Regions from separate parts of the Mus musculus genome. Here region 2 is linked to region 1. Evidence: chromatin contacts called from public HiChIP or PLAC-seq data. All regions are on one chromosome and are shown on one strand. The core of a region is the stretch at or near the end of the contact, and the rest is flanking DNA. Distances in the headings are between cores, read along the strand shown. Region 1 overlaps Maml3 (mastermind like transcriptional coactivator 3). Region 2 overlaps Maml3 (mastermind like transcriptional coactivator 3).

What was found. HiChIP or PLAC-seq counts read pairs in DNA pulled down with a chosen protein or histone mark.
Region 2: an H3K27ac HiChIP or PLAC-seq map of microglia shows a contact between it and region 1, with 5 times the contacts expected there. The contact joins two enhancer-like sites. A contact is called at or near these places in 4 of 115 datasets of contacts at active chromatin or transcription factors (bone marrow-derived macrophages, embryonic forebrain, epiblast stem cells and 1 more).

What each region holds. Positions count from the first base shown.
Region 1 is chr3:51,857,687-51,861,181 of GRCm38.p6, forward strand. All of the region lies in intron 1 of Maml3 (mastermind like transcriptional coactivator 3), which reads right to left. Among named protein-coding and RNA genes, the nearest start is that of Gm46803, 150 kb to the left of the region's middle. Within about 2 kb of position 1,730, at least 25 of the 459 cell types and tissues checked have an H3K27ac peak or open chromatin away from gene starts, as enhancers often do. A contact at or near this core is called in bone marrow-derived macrophages and microglia, where this site is marked.
Region 2 is chr3:52,044,749-52,048,243 of GRCm38.p6, forward strand. All of the region lies in intron 1 of Maml3 (mastermind like transcriptional coactivator 3), which reads right to left. Among named protein-coding and RNA genes, the nearest start is that of Maml3, 59 kb to the right of the region's middle. Within about 2 kb of position 1,518, at least 377 of the 459 cell types and tissues checked have an H3K27ac peak or open chromatin away from gene starts, as enhancers often do. A contact at or near this core is called in bone marrow-derived macrophages and microglia, where this site is marked.

The sequences.
Region 1 (3,495 bases), core at 480-2,979:
CTAAAGATGTCTTTTAAAAAAAAAGGTCATTTTATTGTAATAACTTACAAATTGGGAAAGGAAAGGAAAGGAAAGGGAAGGAAAGGAAAAGGAAAGGAAAGGAAAGGAAAGGAAAGGAAAGGAAAGGAAAGGAAAGGAAGAGACCATGCAGAGAGATTACCATGGCCTTTTCCAAGACTCAAGGTCTATAGCGCTCAGTGAACTATGCAGAGTAGCCATCCTGAAGCTGTGCCACTTGGCTTTGGGTTTTTGCTCTCACCGAGTGACACTGCTGTACGCTTCACGGCAGGAAACAGAGAAGTTAGAAGTGTCAAAACCAGGAAGCAGGTAGTGTTGCATCCTTTCAGGACTCATGGCTTAGCTCGATTTACATCCCTTCTCATCAACAAACAATAGCGGTTCCGTTCTTTCCTCATTTATGCCATACCCACATAGACTTTTGTTTACAGATATACATGTGCACATTACAGACTAGATTCCCGTGTGAAGAAAAACATGCAATTCTTTTCTGAGAGTGGGTAACCGCCCTTAATATGATACTTTCTAAATCCATTTCTTTCTGCTAATTCTGTGGTTTCCCTTTTCTTTAGAGCTGAATACTGTTCCATTTTACGGATGCAGCAGGCTCTCACTATCCCTGTATCTGTTGATGGCTGACTGGGTTGGTTCCATTTTCTTGCCATAGTGATCAGAGCAGTGAAACTGTCCTATGAATGTGGATCGAACACATGCCTGAAATACTGATAATAAAGATTAATGTTGAACATGGCGTAAAACGTCCGCGTGTGTCTTGGTTTACGTTATTTTTGGCTCCATCTGCTGCTTGGTGTGTTTCCACCATCTCCCATGATGCCACAGTTGGTTTTCTCTTTTTCACTGTTGTAAATGGTGGGATTCTCCCCTGGTTTCCCCTTAACTTTCCCCAATTTCTGCTCATTTATGCAATTTCCTCTACTACAAGGGCCGCAGCCATCTTCCCGAGGTTGATGGTCACAAACTGTGTAGCCAGCAATATATCTGCTTAGCCCCACCAACTCCAGCTTACTTAGATAGTTCAGGAACATCTAAATCTTAATTCCATCCTCACCTGTTCCCCATCTCAGTATCTGCCCAGCTATCCAGGTCAGAAGTGTGAGCATCGTACAGAGAGATACGCTCATCTCGTGCTCACTCACACCGTCACTGACCCTGACCGGGGTCTTCTCTGGGTGACCCACCCACTCTTCCTTCCCTCATCTGTTCTTCTACCCATAGTTTAACTCTCATATCTATCCAGTAGGCTGCCACCTTCTTCAAAAGACACATTGCTGTGTGTTTGCTGTTTATAAGCCCAAGCAATCAGTCTACAATCTCAACTGCCATCTTTGGGTCTTCCTGTCATGTCCTTCCACATCCTTCCCACGCTCATCCAGAGTGTGTCTTCCATCAATTCTCCTTAAAGTCATTCATTCATGTATATATGTATGTACACACACACACACACACACACACACACACACACAGAGAGAGAGAGAGAGAGAGAGAGAGAGAGAGAGAGAGAGAGAGAGAGAATGAGAATATGAAGTTGGGAACAATCCCATGAGGCCTTGCTCATGCTAGGCCAGCACTGCCCACCAGGCTGCAACCCACACTTCCTCTACCTCTTTAAGTTCTCTGTGTCAGGCTTCCTTCTGCCTCTAGGCAAAGTATTTTTCTTTGCTTGGAAAAAAAACCAAACCCTCCTCTCCTTCCCTAGTTAATACTTCCTCTTTCCGCCCCCTTCCCTGGTTAACACGCCCTCTCTCCCTCCCTTTCCTGGTCAATGGTTGCTCACAGTACATATCAGATTTCAGACTCCTCATACTGTAGGAAGCTGGGTACCCCTCCCTTCCCCACCCCAGCCCACCCACACTCAATTGGATTATTTAGAATAAGGTTTTTCAAGCTGTCTATATACCCACATTGTAGACATTGTCAGACTTTGTGCTGAGAACTTAGGGACTGTGGCTGCCTTGTTTCCTGGGTGTCTGCAGTGGTCAGGATCTTAGCAACAGTTAATAAGAAGCTGCAAAAGGAGTCTAATTCAGAAATGCTACAAGTGAGTTTGAAAGAAATCAGGTTGGTGGCCAGAAGGAATTTCCTAACGAGAGTCTTCATTCCTGCTAACTCATGGGACGTTCTCTTGCACCAAGGAGTGTTTTACGGACTCAAGTTCTTGCTAACTCTATGAGTTTATTCCTTTTATACCCAGTTCATCTCTTTGACACTGTTCTTCTAGACAGGTGGCTGTGGTCCATGGGTTTCCACAGAGGAGGAGCTGGGGAGATGCATGCCAAATGGACCAAGGCTTTGCCTTGGTTAGGCTCCCACTCAGCTGCAGGAGAACAGGAGACAGTAGAGGGCCTAAGTGGTACAGGGTGGAGTCTGGAAAAGTTCTTCCATCTGGGTACCTCATGCCCTTGACAGAGATGACCTTAGGGGTGAGATGTGTTGGACTCCCTCTGAACTGCACTTGGTAGAGTTGGCAAGGCTCTAGAGGAGCCCCTCGGATTGTAACACGGAGCTAAAGGTGATGTGAGTGTTAAGGAATATGTGCTCTCTTGGAAGCAGAGAATTAGGTTGATTTTTGTTTTTTGTTTTGTTTTGTTTTGACACAGGGTTTCTCTATATAGCGCTGACTATCCTGGAACTCACTCTGTAGACCAGGCTAGCCTCAAACTCAGAAATCTGCCTGCCTCTGCCTCCCAAGTGCTGGGATTAAAGGCGTGCGCCACCACTGTCCGGCTGAGAATTAGGTTCTTAAAAGTATAAACAGAGTCGAAGGTTTCCTTTAGCCAAACTCCTATCTAATCATTTCCTTAAACCTTCCAGTTTCAATTACATACTAGCGCCAGTCTTGTCCACCCAGTCGAAGCTCTTGAACAGCTGAGAGCAGGGATCTAACTGGGACACACCTAGTCATGGTTTGAATATGCTTGGCCCAGGGAGTGGCACTATTTGGAGGTGTGGCCTTGTTGGAGTAGGTGTGTCACTGTTCACATGGGCTTTAAGACCTTCACCCTGGATGCCTGGAAGCCAGTGTTCTGCTAGCAGCCTCCAGATGAAGATGTAGAACTCTAAGCTCCTCCTGCACCACGCCTGCCTGGATGCTGTCATGTCGCCCCCCCCCGCCCCCCGCCTTGATGATAATGGACTCAACCTCTGAACATGTAAGCCAGCCCCAATGAAATGTTGTCCTTATAAGAGTTTCCTTGGTCGCGGTGTCTGTTTACAGCAGTAAAACCCCAAGACACACCAGAACTCACTTCAAAGGAGAAAAACAAAAATAAAAACCAACCACATCAACCCATCACGTTAGGGGGAACACTGCTAGAGAGTGACGTCATTTATGGAACAAATCAGGAAACCGAGATTCTGATCTTTGGCATGACAGTTGTTTGAATGTATGTGGTTCCAAACATGTGGGGAATTCAAGTATCAGTGCTTAGTGACCTAACAGAAACGAGGTCAGGCACC
Region 2 (3,495 bases), core at 268-2,767, 190 kb after region 1:
AAGGCTGCGGCACGGTAATTGTCACTTAGCCACTTAACTCCCCGCAGCCCGGCTCACACGCTCCTTGAGGTTTATCTCTCAGCCAATTACTGCTGTCATTTGCGTTTCAATGTGTGGAATCAGAGGCCAGGCCCAGGAATACAGCACAAGAGAAACCCCCTTGGGGGACAGGAGCCTACTAAGACCTAGTGGCTGATGGGGTGAGACACAAACAACCCACCAGGGTGGGAGTGGCCGAGGGGCTTCCTCGAAGGGGAGGCCCACTCCGGCTGGGCTGTGGTCCTTTTCGGGCCTCTTCACTGGGGCAACCGAGAAGACGAAACATCTCGCTTAAAACATCGCGTCGGTTCCAAATAATGATGGCGATAATTAAAAAGCAACAGAAATTTAGCTGTGGAGCGATTGTGGACAGGAGGCAAGGTAATGTACAGAAGCCGGTCACAATGAACGATTACTAAGTCAGGACAAGCAAGAGAGACAGAAGCCAAAGCAGAGAACCCTCATTTTAGGCCACACTGCTCTTTCAAGCAACGAGGGGGGGGGGGTGGAGTCAGGTAGTGGCGGGATGGGGGTTGGGGGAGGGGCACTTAACCCTTTGCTAGTTCCGCCCTAAAATCCCTGGGAACTTGGGAGCCTCCTCAGCTAGCCCTGAGTGGGCACACCAGAGCTTGCTTTTGTGGTCTCTTGGATTTTAGGTCGGTAGCAAGTCTCTGCCTTTTAAAAGAAGACATGTAGGCTTGGCACAGTGCCACCTCGATCCCCTCACTAGGCTGACTGAGGCTGGAGGATCCTGAGTTACAGGCCAGTCTGGGATACATAAGAAGGAGGTCTCAAAGCGTGCCCTGTCCTCCCCCCAAAACATTCCTTAAAGGCACAGCCAGGTATGAGATGAACCAGAAAAGAAAACAACAACAACAACCACCATTTATGAATCCTCCTGTGGAGAGTCAGGTTTGGCAAAGATGCCCTCCCTTGAAGGGTGAATGGAAGTGGATCTCAGCCTCTTAGGGTTTGGTTTTCTCTGCCTCCCACACAAAGGCAACATTTCCTGCACTGTATTATAGTTTTTATTCCTAAAGTTTTAAGCCATTCCTGTCTACCCAGGCAACTTTATAGCTGAAGTGAATTAACTTAGCTGGGGGTGGGGGGGGGGTCTTCATTTGGAAGTGGATCTACCTGAGGAATACACACATACACACACACACACACACACACACACACCCTGACCACACAAGGTAGAGAAAGAAAAGAAGCAGAGAAGAAAGCTGTGGGAAGGCAGCTCCCGCAGGACACCGTAGGACTACTGTGACGACGGACCAGCCGGAGGGGTAGGGAGCCAACTTCAGTCTGTGAGCCAGGAGGCTATAAGAAGCACGCTCCCTCTGACATTCCATCCTCCACAACTCCAGCAACCACAGGAGGAGGGCCTAAGCCGGAAGAGACCTGTTCTAGCTGGATCTATCTCCGCCTGTCTCTAGGTTGAAAATAAAACTCTGAACTTCTCTGCCAATGAGCTCTGCCAGGCCCGATGACGTCCCGGCACGTCAGTTCTATTTGCAGGCAAGGTCCCTGTGCACCAGGTGAGGAGGAGTCTGGGCAGAGGACTCTGGGATGGTGGGCCTGACTTCCCACTGTGCACAGCCGAGATCTGAAAAGAGCTGCCGGGGTGCTAGTAATTGCACACGTCAGCGAGAGCTGTGCAAAGGAGAGTGGGCTCAGAGAGAGCTAATTGCTATCCTCGGGCTATGTGCTCCTTGTTGAATACCAGAGCGGGAAATCTGATCTGTGCAAAGCAAAGGAAAATCACCAGTAAAATAAAACAAGGAGGCAGCCTGCCCACGCTGGCCACAGACTCCCATTTGTCCTTCCCTCATCTACCGTCATCCTTATTATTAAGAAAATCTATAAATCTGGAACTCTTAGATTTCTTTCTCTTTTCTGTCACTGGGGACAACTGAGCACAGAGACTGGCTCCTCAGATAATGGTGGCCCCAAATGAAGCTCCTAAGGATCCCGAGAGTCTAACTTTCTCCTCCTTTTCATGTCTGTTTGCAAGGATTTATAATCATCGTCATCACCATCATTATCGTCTAAGCAGAACCACCATTTGAACCTCTCCTTCCTTGCTTTCTCCCACTTCCTCGGTCAGTGTCTTAGCTCATTAATTCCTGGCTCTCTGGATCCTGAAGTGTGCGATAAGCTGCTCTTTTTCTTTTGTCTCAAGGCCAAAAAGACTTTCTGGAGAGGCAAGCTCCACAAGTCCGGCCCTCCCGGCCGTGAGTGACAGCTTAGAGGAGCTTTGGCAGCCTGCCACCGATAGCCAAGAACACAGAGCCGTCCAATCAGCAGCATGAATCCCTTCCTACTGCGACACGGGGGCAGCCTTTCTTCAGCTTGGCTGCTGACACCCAAGGATCTCAGAGTTGCCTCCGCCTGTGATCCTGCCTCTTCCTCAAAGGACCTCACAGTGTACGGACCTTGGGTTCATCCTTCTGCGGTGGTTCCGTCAGATTCAGTTTAATCATGGGAAGAGCTTTAGCTCCTCCCACTTCACACTCCACGCATTTCCTGCTCCCCCTGTCTTGACAGAGCAAAAATCAATGACTCTGCCACTGTGGGTTATCCAGGGTGATAGCAAGAGCCTGTCTTGGATCTCAGTGCCTCCCCACAGACCTGCACACCCCAAACTGGAAACCATGAGTTCTTTCTAAAGAGACCTTTCTAAAGAGACTGATGGTCCACCAATCCTTCAGGCTGGGCTCCTATTCCCTCCTCATCTCCCATCTCTAAAAGCAAAAGCTTTTTGCATTTTATTTCACTCACATTTCTCAAATCCAGCTCCCAGCACCCTGAGATGAGGGCACAGCCCCTTAGCTCAGCCCCGAGCCCTCCTCTGTGTCTCTTGCCCAACACCAGGAGAGAGCTAACACTAATGCCCCACTTGTTCCAAGGCCTTCCGCGTGGCATCTGAAAGCTGTTCCCTTCCAGTATCGCCAAGCTTAGTCCTGCCTGCATCAATCTCCTGCTGCACTAGGGATCTCCCATGCCCTGCTCAGTCTCCGTTATTCCTCGTACCACTTCACCCAGCTAAACCCACGGCTTTGCTCAAGAGCTCCCCAACTGCATGCTGGGCTCGGTGATGCTCTTCCTGGCTCCTGGAACTCTAAGACACATCTCTGTCATTGCACGGAGCTCCTCCGGATTGTGTCCACTCTCACAGTCTAGCCTCAGAACCTAGTGACACACCGTGGACACCTGTTACACACAGGAGACTCTCAGCATTTGGGATATTGGATTTGGACTTTCAGATTACTGGGTAATGCCATCTGTTTCTTACCACGGGGCAATCAGTCAATATCTGAGTCTCAATTAGACCCATTTGGGAGTTATCTATTTAAAGAGAGCAGACGTCCAGACACCAAAGACGATACCTATGTAACATATTTTGTCTGGCAACTTCTGTGCTTTGGGGTACTTAACATGATGAAGACAATG